2 separate regions of the Clupea harengus genome follow, and region 2 is linked to region 1. Evidence: chromatin contacts called from public Hi-C data. All regions are on one chromosome and are shown on one strand. The core of a region is the stretch at or near the end of the contact, and the rest is flanking DNA. Distances in the headings are between cores, read along the strand shown.

Evidence for each region. Hi-C and Micro-C count contacts between places; a contact is called where the count stands out from the background.
Region 2: a Hi-C map of head shows a contact between it and region 1, with 6 times the contacts expected there. The contact joins the promoter of cxadr here to the enhancer-like site in region 1. A contact is called at or near these places in 2 of 2 Hi-C or Micro-C datasets (head and muscle).

Annotation. Positions count from the first base shown.
Region 1 is chr8:8,890,717-8,898,388 of Ch_v2.0.2, forward strand. It overlaps auts2a (autism susceptibility gene 2 protein), which reads left to right. Exons shown (of 19, transcript XM_042708451.1): 19 at 1-1,036. Among protein-coding and RNA genes, the nearest start is that of cxadr, 69 kb to the right of the region's middle. Within about 2 kb of position 3,830, the one cell type or tissue checked has open chromatin away from gene starts, as enhancers often do.
Region 2 is chr8:8,958,122-8,965,793 of Ch_v2.0.2, forward strand. cxadr (coxsackievirus and adenovirus receptor homolog) reads right to left here and starts at 5,005. Exons shown (of 7, transcript XM_012837768.3): 1 at 4,841-5,005. The coding sequence starts at 4,928. It overlaps btg3 (protein BTG3), which reads right to left. Exons shown (of 5, transcript XM_012837756.3): 4 at 6,790-7,138; 5 at 6,076-6,658. The coding sequence ends at 6,386.

The sequences.
Region 1 (7,672 bases), core at 2,580-5,079:
ACCAGTGGCTTCTTGGCAAGGCTCACTTTACATCACTCCCAGACACTCCCCATCCGCCATAACTCTCAGTCCAGCGCCCCCTCAACTATGCAACACATGGGACCCTTCTAACTCTCCCTATCCACCTCTGAATCTCACAATCTGACCTCCCTCTCTCTATCTATCTCTCTCTCTCTTTCTCTTGCTCTTTACTTCCATCCTTCTCTTCTTCTTTCCCTCTGTTCCTGTCATTCTCACCTCCTCTTTCTCTCCCTCGCTCTCACACACATCTAACTGACGCCCCAGTCCTGCACTCTCTCCACAACCAGAGCATCCCACGTAGTTTGGAAAGGTGAATTTATTTACCCAGTATGCACAGACAATACAAATCACATTTTCGACTTGTTTTGTGGTGACAATCCTTATAATTGTGTTTTCGTAGAGGTATATTTATATCTATATTTTTGCTGCATCTTCCAACCATTGAGGTCACTGACCACAATGTAGAATGTTTCGTTTGAGCAACGTCTTCTGTTGTGGAGAGAATGCACACCAAACATAGCAAACACCTATCCTCGGCTCAAGGAGTGATAAGTCGGTGTCTGGCGATTTGAAAATGAGTTACCGTTGGTCTAACAGTGTATTAAAGTGCTATCCTAAGCTGTTGTATCTACAAAACTAAAAAGACAAAAAAGCTAGAAGTCTAAACTGTGGACGAGTCGGTTTTTAAATGGGCAAAGATCTATTTTAGTAGTCCACCGATAGGCTTAGTTGTGCGCTTCAAACTCTGTGAGATTCAGATGTTGTGCAGTGTTTTTTTTTTTTTAAATCAAACATTAAAAATGTTCACAGGAGCAGTAGTGATTAGTCAATGAGTATTGCAAAGAGATTGTTAACAGAAACTTTTTTGCTGTCTATCATGTACGTAAGAAAATGAAGTCCTTTCTAGATCATGTACAAAATGAAAAAAAAGTGAAGCGACTGAATCTTCAGCATGCTCCTCATTTAAACTTGTGTTATGTAAATTGTGCCATGTTATTAAAAAATGTGAGCTAAACTGGTCTTGCTGGTTTTATTGAACTCATTCAGATATCACAGAAATTGCACAAATGAATCGACAAACTTTCTGTCAGAATGTTGTACACAAACATGGTCTGTGGTCACAAACATCACAATGGCAAGTTCCAGTGTTGTAGCTTGATATTATCCCCCTCATACATCAAATGTGTCAGTATTTCTGTCCCATAACTTCAAGGACGAATTCTCACATGAACAAATTACATTGATTAAAGCTCATAGGCTAATAAAGATAACTGCTAGACTAAGATGATCCGACAGTGATCATGAATGAAAGTGATATTGTGATGGTGGTGTCACAATATATTCTCTTAAATATAGTGATAAATCCACTTAGTGGTACTGTTTGAGAAGACAAATAATAAGTTGTCAAGACAGTTTTCAGTGGAAATGTTATGGTAACAGAACAGTGGTCTGTTTTTAATTCTGGACTAAACGGTTCATTGTTCTGAAATAAAATGTGAAAAGTAACTGCACTTTATGACGAGAGCAGCAGAAAGTAAATACAGTTCTAATACATATAGAGCTTATAGCATATAACTGGTGAGATAGGATGTTTAATAAGAAGGAAGATGTTCTAGACTTAGCTACATGTTTACATCACCTTAGAGACTGGACAGACAAATCAAAAGAAAGACATCAATCAAAGCAATTTATCTTACCAATAGAGAACAATATCATGTTGTAATAGTGTGATTAGAGTCCATATAATTAACTAAATGACGGCTAATATCATGTCACAGATTTAGGGTAAAGCACTAGAAAACTGTCGAAGAATATTTGACGTAGGCTACTTCAATTAGTTGGGACTGGAGTCTTAGAAACAGTTACTTCTTAGACTCCTTAGACTGACTAAAAGCAAGATGTAACTTCAGTTTTATTTATATGGATGTTTTGTGTAATTTACAATACGAAGGATATTCTTTTTGATAGAAAACTTGACGGATAAACTAACTTCTATTGTCCATTGTGACCCACCACGATCCCTTCACCAGCAGATGTCGCCAAAGCATCATGGGATGGCAAACATAAATAATTTGTAATTCTATTTGTATCTAAAGTCTAACTACGAGTGTATTCTATTGATATAAGTTGATTATTTCAAGAATAAATGCAGACCAACATTATAATGAATCCCTAAACAATACAAAATAGTTTCTATCAGCAAAAATGTTGTGCTGCACAGCGGAGCTAAGTTGTTCCACGGATGAACACAAGATGGCAGAAAGTATGTGATTTAGACGTGTAATGTAGGGTCTGTGCGGACTAAAAAAAAAAACCTTTGATAAAGTATGGCTAATTTCAATGCAAATATTTGATACTTTTCGTAGTATACTTTTCGTAAATATCATGAACAACAGCATATGGAGACATATCTTTTTTCAACACATTTTCAAAAGTGGAAGGTAGCCCAGCTAAAAAGGACATATCTGTATCTAGACTTTTTAGAGTAACGTTCAGAGTTCAGAGAGAGCAGAGAAAAAAAACGGTCGAACTGTCGAGTTCAGAGTCAACAACAACAAACAAACGTACAGGTCCGGTCTGTCTTGCTTTCGTGTGTGTGTGTGCGCATGTGTATGAATAATATGAAACTAAAGAACCTTGGTGTGCACTGGAAGGACATGAGTTCCTATCACTGCGCATTTCCCTACAGAGGTAAAGAAATCATCTATGCTCTTGTAGTTCATCTGGTACTGCAACATTACAGTACCTGCAATGTCAAGCTAATGCTTGTAATTTGCAGGGGACACATCAATATATAATACAGGCTACAGTATCTATAAATAACTAGACACAATAACTGAACTGCAAGTCAGCTGACATTAAAGCACTGCTACTCTTTAATGTGAAAAGGTAGATGGCAAAGGAGGCATCATATACTTTTATTGAAAACATGGTGTTTTAGAAACAAAGCAATCCCCTCATATGTTCCCGGTTTCCGATTTCCCTTCATGAGGGAATTTTTATTTAAGGCTTGTTTTTAGAGCAACACTGAAACTTTCCAAGAGGAGAAAAAAAAATATTTTAGTCAGACATCAAATTGCTTACTCTCCTCCCTATCAAGCAGATTAGGTGGAAACACTCACACTGTCTCTCTCAGCATTTATAATCACGTTCAAACACAGCACACTCCCACTCTCCCCCGTTCCAACATGGTGATGATGCCTATTTATTGTTCTAAGCCTTGCTACTGGCTTTAATCTACCGCATAGTAAATAGGCTGATGTCATTTTGACCACGCTGTTCTTATACAACAGCAGCCTTATAAATAACTATTGTCTATCTGATATCATTATACTGTCTATCTGCTTCCGAAATGTCACATTAACATGTCATTTACCTAATACACAATAACCCAGACTTTAAAATGACGCTAAACCACTCAGACATCAAGCATATTCTGGTCAGGAACATGTCCATTATTAATGTTAACAACCACTATTAAATGTCAAGGTAGATCTCACGATTCAATCCCAGAGAAGTGCAAGTCAGACCTAACCTGTGTGAATACCATTCTCTCTCTGGGGAGGTATAAACTGCCTATATCTCCTGAGAGGTTCTTGTGAGAAGACCCTCAGAATAGCCCTGCAGCTCTATTGATTTTTATGTTCACTAATATGTGACCATTAAGCCTGGAGCCATCATGTCTTACACGAGAACGTAGTCTTGCGCGAGCTAGAATCACGAGCACAACTTGCCTGGCTGAGAGGGTGGTCTGTTCTGTGTTCTCACCCAGGCTCTTGCATGACAAGCGGTTCTGCCGTCTCTGATAGGTTGAGTGGAGAAAAGAATGCTGCTGCTTCTGTTAGTGAACTGCTGCAGCACCAGTGAGACCTGAGGACTGCATTGCCAGTGTTTCCTGACGCTCATCCATAATTATGTTCTCTATGTGCACATCCAAAGAAACTTAACAACACCAACACAAGCTCAGCTGTGTTCTTCTGTGCAACACAACAAACCTTTAAGTAGCATGATTGGCAGGTTCTTCAGATGTCCAACCATGCTGATCTCTCTCCTTTTCTCTCTCCCTCTCCCTCTTACTGTGTGAAGGACCCCAGCGCCACCACACCGGCATTCAGACCAACCGCATGGCCAGATCTCAGAGCCAATTACTAGCGCCTATGTCTGCGGCCTGACCCTGCCTGTCCCCCGGAGCCATTATCCCAGCATATAAACAATCTACGGCCCCTCTCCGGAGGAAAGCCAAATTATCTGCAGCGCTCCGACATATCAACCCTGGCCTCGGAGCGCCGCTCGGAGCCGCGGATGATGGCTAGGTCCTGGGGGAAGAGCTCAGTGTCTGATGCTGGGCACGAATGCATGTGTGAGGTATGGAGAAGGGCACTCTAATTGCCCAGCTGGAAATAGCTCTGGGGTGCGATTCTGTCATCTCCAATGGGGGCTATGGCGAGCGATCGACAGATAAAGAACGAGAGGTCGGGAGACGACGAGCAAGAGAGAGGAGGAGGAGGCCGACGGAGAGAGAGAGGGAGAGAGCTGGACTAAATAAGTTGTGTGACCTCTGCTCTCCCAAGGGAGATGTTTGATGATGGTCTTGCACTCGCACACACACATACACACGCTCACACACACACGCTCACTCACACCAGATACATCACCGCCATTTCCATGGTAATAAAGGAGATGACCCCAATAAGACAAGGAGAAAGACTAAAGACTGAAAGAAGAGAGAGGGGGAGAAGAGTGTGTGTTGGGGGGGGAGAGACCTCATCACGGCCAACACTCAAGGCTGCATCGGACTCGTATTTCTAATTCATTCCACCATCACCATTGCACTCCACTGTGTGCTGACTACCTGTAATGGAATCCAGAGGAGGCTGAGATTAATGGCCTACAAAAGCAGTGAGTAAACCTCTGTAAACACACAGCACAGCCCCCCCACCCCAACACACACACACACACACACACACACACACACACACACACACACACACACACCCTCCCTCAAGAACCTCCTGCCTTGGCAGGAGCCCTGCTTTATTTTTCAATCTGACATTAGACGATGTAGATTAGGAGCAGACGCCACTGACAGGCAGTTGATCAGAGGCAGCCACTCACTTTTCTCTCCCCATGCTGGGACAGAGGCAGGGGGGGTATTAAACCCCTTCACCTGCTGAGCATGTGTCTGTCTGTGCATCTTTGTCTACCTCACCTCCTCCGTCCTCTTACTTACAGACACAGAAACACGTGCACACGCTCTCACAGACACACCTTCAGGGCCATCTCTCCTCCTTCCCTCCCCATGAGAAATATGGCTGAGGCTCATTTATAAGGTGCATGATGTCACCTCACGCACACACCAAAGTCATTCTGGCAGATGCACTAAGTGCTGCTTTAACAGCACCTTGCATAATGCTATTTAATGGATTTTCATTTATTCTCTTTTTTTTGTGTGTGGGGAAGAAATGTAGCTGCAGGTGTAAAAAATTCACCACTCTGATCCCAATTGTAGAACCATATGCCATGGTAACACACAAAATATATATTTCAATTGACTGCATTCCTTTCTTCCCCAAGGGACTTTGTTTTAAAAATAACTGGTGGCAAGTACAGCAGTGGCGTAAATGAGCACCAGAGGAGGTCAAAGGTCATTCCTGTCTCCTCAAAGTAACAGGCTGGTGTAACAGTAGGATATAACTACACTCCAGTTCTAACGGTGAAGACTGGGAACTGACCCAGATATGGAGGCAGCAAAACCACAGCGCTTCAAATATGGGCAAAAATGGGGTGGTTTTTCCAAGGGCAGACACAAATCCCCTCCTACTCTTATTTGCTTTACAGGAGGAATGCGGAGGTGTGGAAAGGCACGGGAGGGGAGAGAAGAGACAGATGACATCCTAATCAGCGCCAGCACCCTCTGAAGCACGGTGTGGGGGGTGGGGGGCGGAAGGGTGCTCTCGTTCCTCTCCTGAGAGCTATCACGTTTCCAAAAACAGCTTGCAGCTCCTTCTTCTCGGCGGGATTACTTTTTGCTTTCTTGCCGCAAGAGGAGTAGTTTGATTAGACCGGTGCTCTTAGTACATCCTTTTGTCAGCAGTGAGACATTTTGCGCATACAAGATAAATCGTTTCCCTCACCGAGCCTGCTCAGAATGTGTACAACCTGATAAGGTTGCCTAGGAAACCCTCGTCGACAGCCAATAAGCAGTTGCCCCCCGCGCCGTCTTCCCCATCAAGCCCCACTACCTTTCTCCAGGATTTGAGCAAACAATTAATTCCTTCAGTAGGGAAATGGAATGGGGGAGGGTGACAGTGAGGCGTGCAAATCCCAGGTTCTTAAAAAAGGCCGGGCCATGTTCTCCCCTTTTGCTCTGACGGTCTGAGGACAATAGGTGGAATTAGTTAGAAAAGGTGTCTCCTTATTTGTGGCGGATTAGTTCGCTGTGTAAATTAAAATTCAAGCACGAAGGAGGAGAAAAAAAAGGTCTAGTTAAAAAAAAGTCACTTAAGGAAGATTACAAGATGATACCATTACATTCCCCTGGCATCAGCAATTTACGGCCCACACTAATGTCTTTTTGATGACGGTTTTGAGGGCACACTGTGCGCAATCGCTCAATTAACACGTCCACTTTGTTATGCGATCATTTACGCAGAAATTCGAATAATGGCGGCATAATGATTTCGCCCAGCTACACAAACATAAACTAATGGCAGAACTATTCCAAAGGGTCGTTAGTGTCCATGGCTATTCTCAAGCCATCGATCAGTGGGCCCTACTCCGGGGTGCTATTCATTATTGACAACTCAATTATGTCTATGGGCATCTGCTTCATTGCAGCTTAATCCATTAGTCAATTTTTAGGCCACCAGTCAACTGTTCAGAAACAAAATGGCCATTTGCCATTGATCAGACCCCCAGGGCAGAAGAGCACGGCCGTCACTGATGATGAACACAGTGGCATTCTGGTGAGACTTGAATTAGCCACAATATTCAGAGGAAGGAACAGCCACAGCTAGGGAATGAAGTGCATTGAATTAGGCCTACAGAACTGACAAAAACACAGCTAATTTAAGTTCAAATATAACATCCAACTCTGTCTAACTAATCGATTTGATTGTAATCTCTCTTTGGATAAACTGACCTCCCTATCTGTGATTCTGGGTGCCTTGTGTCAAAGAAAAAAAGCAACTTTCAACTTGACAGTCTTTATAATTCCAAAGCACATTTGCAACAATGTATTTCTACAAGGAAACACACCTCTACGATTTCTGCTACTGTTTAGCCCATTAGTAGAACCTTGACATCGACGATGATCAAATATTAACTACAGAGGGGGGAGTTGAGTTTTAAACCATCAACTGTTCGTGAGTAAATCTCTACTGACGGTATTCTCTTAGCAGAACTCATGATGAGCATCCACTACGATAGGAAAACAACTCACTGACTCACTCGGACTGAAGGCCAAAGCCCTGAATCAGCGGCGGCCATGGAGCAGTTGGCCAGGATGTGGAGATCGGCACATTGGATACCGCCCACACATACGGTGAGGCTGTCCGATAAACCAGCCTCCCGATGACTGATCACCTGCTCGGCTAACGACTGGTCATCGGCACCCCAGCAATACATGCAAGTACAATAGCGGCTGGCTATC
Region 2 (7,672 bases), core at 3,755-6,254, 69 kb after region 1:
TTGAATATTCATGCGGCTTCACACATCATCTCAGCGGAGGACAGACGGGGAGGGCACCGCTTCGGTGACACCCCACCCTAACGCTCTGGACCTCAGGGCTCAAATGAGCCCTCTGCAACAGGAGATCGTACGCAGGACAGCACACGTCTCCTGCTAAGTCTACTTACTAAGTTTTGCAGTGGGTTCAGTGGGTGCCATTTTGCAACATCATCTGAGCAAACGGGATACCAGCGAAAGGCTTAATCTACACGAAATGGCTTTTTCTATCGTTAACATTGTTTTTTGACAGTAGATGCTTGGAAGTTTACTGAGACGCAACGGCTTCTGATTTGTCGAACTCGCATCTATGAATGACTCAGCCTCAGCACGGAGGAAGGACATTACATCTACTGTTGCCCACTGATGACAAAGTGCATTTACATCTATAACTAAATACAGACACGAACAGCCCGATTACGAGGCTTGACCCCACATTTACGTCACTTGCTCCATGCAGCCCATGCGCAGTCCACAAGTCCGTCTAACAAAAATGAAGCGGTAGTTTCCAAGGACAACGAGAGAGTGGCTGCTTGCGTTTGGGTTTGGAGGTGAGAGCACAGCACTGCCACTGCAGAAATCAGCGCTGCGCGGTTACGACAGCTCCGCCACGGGAACGGAATGCAAAGTGGTGACCTCCAGCAGGAACTGCCTGCGTTTGGGACAATGACAATCTCTCAGGTTGAGCGGTTCATTCGCCTCAAGTCTGTTTCAGTCCATCAGCCACTGGCTCCCTCGCGCTCTCCCTCTTTCGCTCTCGTTCTGCCATTCAGTTATTTCCTCCACTATTCTCATAATTGCGTTAACAGTCATGTCCCAAAGGCAAGCGTTTTTGAAGGCATATTTGTGGATTTGCTCTGATAGGAGAATGTATGCGACATAACTAGTGGAAAACAAACACAGATTTACAGCAAAGTTCACCACAATCCCATTCTAAATACTCACAGGTCACATACACCAAAATCGCATCTCCTTGAAAATGTCTTGTTTTTTGCGGAAAACATGAAAACGCATGATGTGTACTGCAGTATATGGAAGGATAAATGTATAAATAAAATAATAGCAAGCCTAATAATATCCGCCACTGGAATCCTACTTTTATGGTAAATCCATCTAATTCCATCTGAAAGCTATCAGTATAGCCTGCACATAACACAGACTAATTGTCGTATGCAGAAATTGCAATTTTACTTGCAAACTCTTGATTGAATATTCCAATGCTTAGGCAGAGGTGATGAAAAGCTCCTAGGCTGTGCTCACAGGTAAAAGACATGCGAGAGCCATCCCCTGTTGGTTTTTTTTCGTGATAAACAAACATTTCGATACCCTTTGTTCAGAGAGTATGCTCAGAGAGTATGATGAATAAGGGCCATTTGTGACCAGCAGTCTCATTCATCAAAAACAGAACCATTTCAAGTGAAACTCAAAACCAAAAGGCTACCTTGAAACCCGATAGTGCTGGCCACATATGAGAGAAATATGCTGTCATGTGATCCGACACAGGGACAAAGGCTAAGATAAATGTATCCATGATAATGGTGCTAAATAGGGCAAAGATCTTTCCCATGAGAGTGAATTCAAGTTGTGTTAAAGGTTAATCTGAGAAATGGGAGAAACAAAGCATCATTTGAGACCACAAAAACAGACACAAAAAAAACCTGCACACTCCTTTTTTGTTTTCCACACCCACTCGCATTCAGGAGTGGATAGACTTGACACATCTAAGAGCAAACACACTGGGACACACAACCACACGTTTCAAGGATATCCCTGCATTGCTGTTTTCAACAGGTATCCTAGCAACGGTTGCCTGGCTGGGGGTTTAAAGTGGGAAGGCTGATCAGGTACTAACTGAACCTTTTGGCCTCTCAATCTAGCCAAACTAGATTAGTATTGCAAGCTCACATTACTATTTATGTAAATATTTTCAGCCAACTTCACACTTGATCTGCTAACACGACATATGAAATCTTTTGATACAGTGTTTGTTCCATTAGATAGTACAAAGCCTACTGCAGAATAATCTATACAAGACATCTCATCTTTCACATACTAAACAAATAACCATCTGACTAGCACTTCACATGTAAAAACCTATCTGGATTACACCTCCACTAGTCACCATTGGTATAGAGGATAGGGAAGTGAGGAGCTGGTATGAAATGCAAACAGCTACAGCCAGTCCTGGGTTGTCCCTCTTAGCACCTGCTTACTAACCAGATTGGAGGGAGAGGGCTCCCAAACACACAGGAAATTACACACTGAACATGACTACCAAAGGGCACTGGACTAAGCAAACAGAAATCTCAAAACTCTTGTGTGGGCACTTTAATGTCCCTGCAAGTCAAAACTGGATGTTGCAAAGAGCTGGACTCTTCGGTGACGTAAATATTATTATTGGTGTGAAACTAATTTTATTATTAAACAAACTTTGCAATGCTGTTGTAATGATAATTACATTTTACTACATTGTGTATGGTGTGAGAACACACAAAAACACAGTAGGGGGGAGAGGAAGGAACTTCAACAGAACCACACAAACTTCACATCATTGTCTTCACTGTCTATGGCTATGACAAAGACATGCATTGGAGAAGTGCAATTGTATGCAAAGCCTGTCATTATTACTAGGGGTTTATCAGTGACCAGTGGACTGGAATGTTATTGTCAGTGGTCTGTCTCTCTGTCTCTGTCTATCTCTCTCTAACCTTAGTGGCCTTTTAAACTGCTAGCTACAACTAGTGCCAAGGCCTTATCTGAACACTATCTATATTTAGTTTCACTTCCGGCATAAAAGGAGAGAATGGATCGGTGTGGCAGTTTCTGCCCAATATTTTTCAGCTTACATCTTTCAGTTCTCCTTTTCGCTGTCAGAAGGCACACAAAAAAAAGGGGTACATTTAGAAACTGTAACTGCATTTTACAGCAGCCGTTTCATTGGCAATCAATATTAACAATCCATCTGCATCACATATAACCCTGAACACTTTGTCTCTCCATATGCCTTCATGCGATAGAGGACCATCTCAGAGCAATCAACAGATTTTAAACCAGACAGGACATGGGGCCAACTGAGACGACCCCTGAGGGTCTGTACCCAATTACGGACGGAACAGCTACATTGGTAGTGGTCGTGTTTACTCCCTTCCAAATACAATAATTCATCATGAGCAGAGGGAAATTTGGGTTACTACAAAACAAAACACAGATATGTATGTTGCACATGAACATTGTGTGGTCTCTATGGTGTTCCCATTACTTGGAACTGAAATGTTCCGTTTGCTGGACGCAAATCTGAACTGCTGATCACATGAAAAGGAAATGAAACATCTACCTTTGTGTTTGAACTACGAGTAGGAATAGCAAATAACTTGCTGGGGGAAAGGTATCAGATCTACATATAAAGACCCGTGGACTGTTGTCTTTAGGAGGGGTTGAAGGGGGCGGGGTGGGCTATTGGTCGCTTTTACTCTGGCAGATGGTAGACAAACCCGCCGCTCTTTGAAACCCGGTGAAGGATTTAAGGCGGATCAAGGCATTGTGTTAACTAGCTATCGGCGGCAAAACAAACTGTTGAAACACTCCTTCTAAAGATGGCCTGAATACCAATTAACTGAAGGTCACAAAACATTTTTCTCACAACTTAATACCAACTAAGTCTGATGTCTGCATCATACACGAACGATTTGCTGAGAACATTTCCCACGTAGATTACAGTTTGGGCGAAATAATTGGCAATTATAGGTCTTTGGGCTATATTCAATGTCATATTTTCCATAAACCTAACGTTAGTTTTATAGCCATGTGGAAGCTAGGTTCCAAGACTGAAGTATGTGATTTTTGACGCTTTAGATTTAGCATGAAATTCCACTAAAACAAACAGATTAACACTGACAACGAATTTTCACAGATAATGCCAGTTACGCCACATTCCACCCAAAACGATCAAATAAATGATCTAGCCGTGTTATAAGCCCAATATTAGGAATTAGCCTAATATCAAGTTTCCTTAACTCCTTGACGTTACACTAAAGAAACGCTCTCTCAATTACATGGGTTTGTATATATCTTTTAAATCCCCGATCACATTAGATTTAACGTTAATGTTTACCTGGCGTAACTTCAGTTTAAAATGTCAAATTTTATCCCAAGCATGACCTTCAGCCGTTTCACGTAAATTCGTGAAATTATTTCACTGAAATCCCAAAGACACAATGGGGGATTCACTGATATTGTATTTAATTCAACTTTCTTAATGTCTGCTAGCATGTTTTGTTGCCAATATCGATTTACATAAGACGTCGCGTTGTTTGAACAATTAAATAAAACATGGGGGTATATTAAGAGTTACTACGGAGGAGGCTGCCTAATAACGAAGCATTCAAGTTTCATCTCACAAGAACCAGTAACAATTATGTCAGTGCTGGGTCAACACCGAAACGTTAGAGTTGATGAACCTGTCGCATGGTCTCTGCTGCTAGCTATTGTGTCTTTACTACCTGTGGTAACATTATACAGCTAGCTCATAATCTCACTTGCTTGAGGAACAAATTCGGTGCGAAAGGGTCAGTAAATAAAAATACAAATTTGAATCAATTCATATACAAACCCACAAGAAAGACTACGTCTCCGGTCGCACAACACTAACTTTGTAACTCGAAAACCAGCGAACGTTACCGAACGTTGGTTAAGTTGTGGACTCGGAAGCTGGTACGTTAAGGCCAACGTTACTTCAGGAACATTACGTTACCTCAAATTGTGGGACATTCACCAAAGTAATGAAAAATAAATCTGAAGAACATACCTGCGGTGACTACTAATAGAAAGTAACAAAAGTGAAATGTCGTCAAATCCATCCCTTTTGGTTTAAATCCACGGGTTCTTCTTGGCATAAAACAACACACCAACTTCGATGCCTTTTCTCTCCGACCTCCCTTTCGTTGTATTAAAACTCCGCTCCCTCTCTGCCTCAGCAGGTGGATAGAGGCTGGGATACAGACACGTGATTTCCGGAGGGTACCCATTCCCATTGTAAAGTTTGTTTAAGCACAATGCACCTTGTACGCCACCTAGTGTGCATATAAACTGGACCTATGGTACGTTTAATATAGGCAACCAATTGTGTCATATATTATATTTCTATGAATCCCATACGTGGTGGCAGACAGTTTTGCTGTCAAAATGCCAAAACCCTGTCCTTCCTATAATCAACAAATATTTTGTAAGTCAGTCATAATAACAAAGAAAAAAGGACAATCTTGTATTTCTTCTTGTTTAAGAAGGGGTCTATTGACCTGCTTAAAATTGCTTTTTAAGGCCATGCTGCAGGCCTATGCAGTGATTAAGTAGGTAGGCTATGTATGGGCTCTTACGCATGAATCTAGATTTCATGGAAACCTAAACACTTCCCATTTTTGGACAAACTGATGAGAATACCACCACATGACCTTCCCATAACGAGATGACCAGTTTTACACACCTATAGGCTTTGAAAACCATAACCTTGTCAGAAGGCCACTGACTGAGTAGTATTGATGCCATTAGCATACAATCAAAGTGAGCCTTCTGTACAATAATTAATTCTGTGAACATATTAATACGGCACTGCAATATAATTTCACTATCAAAGCCTGCCATGTAAGAGATTCACTTGCTGCATTTGCTCATCCTGTTATCTGATAAAGCAACTTGGCCTCTGATCCTCATTAGCCTCAGAGCATTTCATTTTCAACATGGTGATCCCCAATCAAAGTCATTATTCATCATTACTCATTGGTAGTTTGGTAGTTATGACAGCTTTTTTGAATAATGGTTTGTTTCATTGCCCTCGGTCCATTACAATAGGAAGAAGACAGTCTCATTCTGCCTTTTCTGTCTCAGTATGTATGGTCTCTGACCTGGAAAGCTTTCAAATAGATCCCATATTTTTTATTTCAGAGCCCCTTTTGTTCTCTTTCCTTTCAAACTATTAATTTATTGTTCTGTGAAAACTAAAATAGAACTACAAAGTATAGTAACGAAAAGCCATCATGACAGATATTTCCCAACTGAACCTGTACAGGTTAGAAAATGCACGTTTATTTTCCATAATAGGATTAACACCATTGTGTAAATAAATACAATACTGTCTTTTAAATATTAGTTATTGACAATATACAGACCATTATCAAAGAACACTGATTGCATTAGACATTATACATAAATAATACAAAATCTGATTAATCAAAATACAAAACCTAATCAAGTACAATTCTCCAACAAGTCACCTAAAGTGCAAAAACATTCATGCGAATCGGACATACAAAACAAGTAGTGACTTCAATTATTTTTAAAAACGTATTTGGTCAAGTTACTTCAGTGGTCTGTTCAAATGCATCCTTCCTGCGAATCTTCTTTCATTTCCAGGCGAAGACCATATTGCTGCAGTTCCTCCACGGTGAGATCGGGCAGGACAGCTCCACATAGGATTGCGGTAGACCGGCCTCGACCAACTATGAGGCCTGACCGGAGGAAAGGGCCTGACACGTGGGTTCAGCATGAAATAGGGTCGTGGCTCAACAGGAGATCTCACAGGTATTCTCCATGAGAGTGCTGCCAATGGTTGTGGACCTGGGTAATCAACCTTGAGAAAAACAAATGAAAACACACACAAACACACACACACTCAAATTTCACCTCCATACCAAAGAATAATTGATGAAGAGGTAAATGACACATAGGCTTTGTTTTGGATGCAACTTTCTCTCAGTGTACCTGCATAGGAGGACTTCTGTTTTGAGGAGGTGTGGTGGCACCACCACGCCTATTTGGGGGTGATGAAGTGGCACTGATACTATTGTTGTCAGGAGAAGGCCTGGCACAGAAAATGTTTTTAGGAGAAGCAGTGCCATAACCACTGTCCCTCTCTGGAGGAGGGGTAGTGAAAGCACTGTCATTCTCAGGAGGTGGGGATATACAGACACCATCATCATCAGATGAGGTCTCCGAATGATAGTCAGAGGTGACTCTTTCCAGGGCACTTCTCACTTTCAGCAAGACATTCTCATTATCATCATCTCCAATGAACCTTGCAAGAGTAAAGGGTGGGGTGTCTTCACTGTACCTGAGAAGAACAGAACCAATTTGATTTATATTCTCTCAGACCGAAGCACCACTTAAAGGGCAAATCTGACAGTTTTTGACCAAATATATAATTTTTCAACACACAGCTTTCTGCATCACTTTATTGCAAAACAACTACAAACAGATGCTGCAGGTTGAATCTACCATGAAGCAACCCAAGACGCTTTACTAAAGCAACCATACCATGTCCTTAAATAATTTAAACAACTCTGCTTTGTTCTCTTCCATTCCTGTTACAGAACCTATGGGATCAGAATCACTCTCAGTGCATTTGGGTTTGCATGAGCTTTTCATCATGTAATTTTCAAAGAACATAAATGTTTTCATCAATTACTATGCTTGATCTTCATGGAAACGGTCATAACCTCTTAAAATAAAAATCATGATCAGAGGTCAAAACAGAAATTGAAGGTACAATATGTGGGACTTTATGGCATCGAGTAGCGAGGCTGCACATTGCAACCACCTGAATACGCTTCCCTTTCCAAGCGTGTAGGAGAAGCCACCGTCGCCA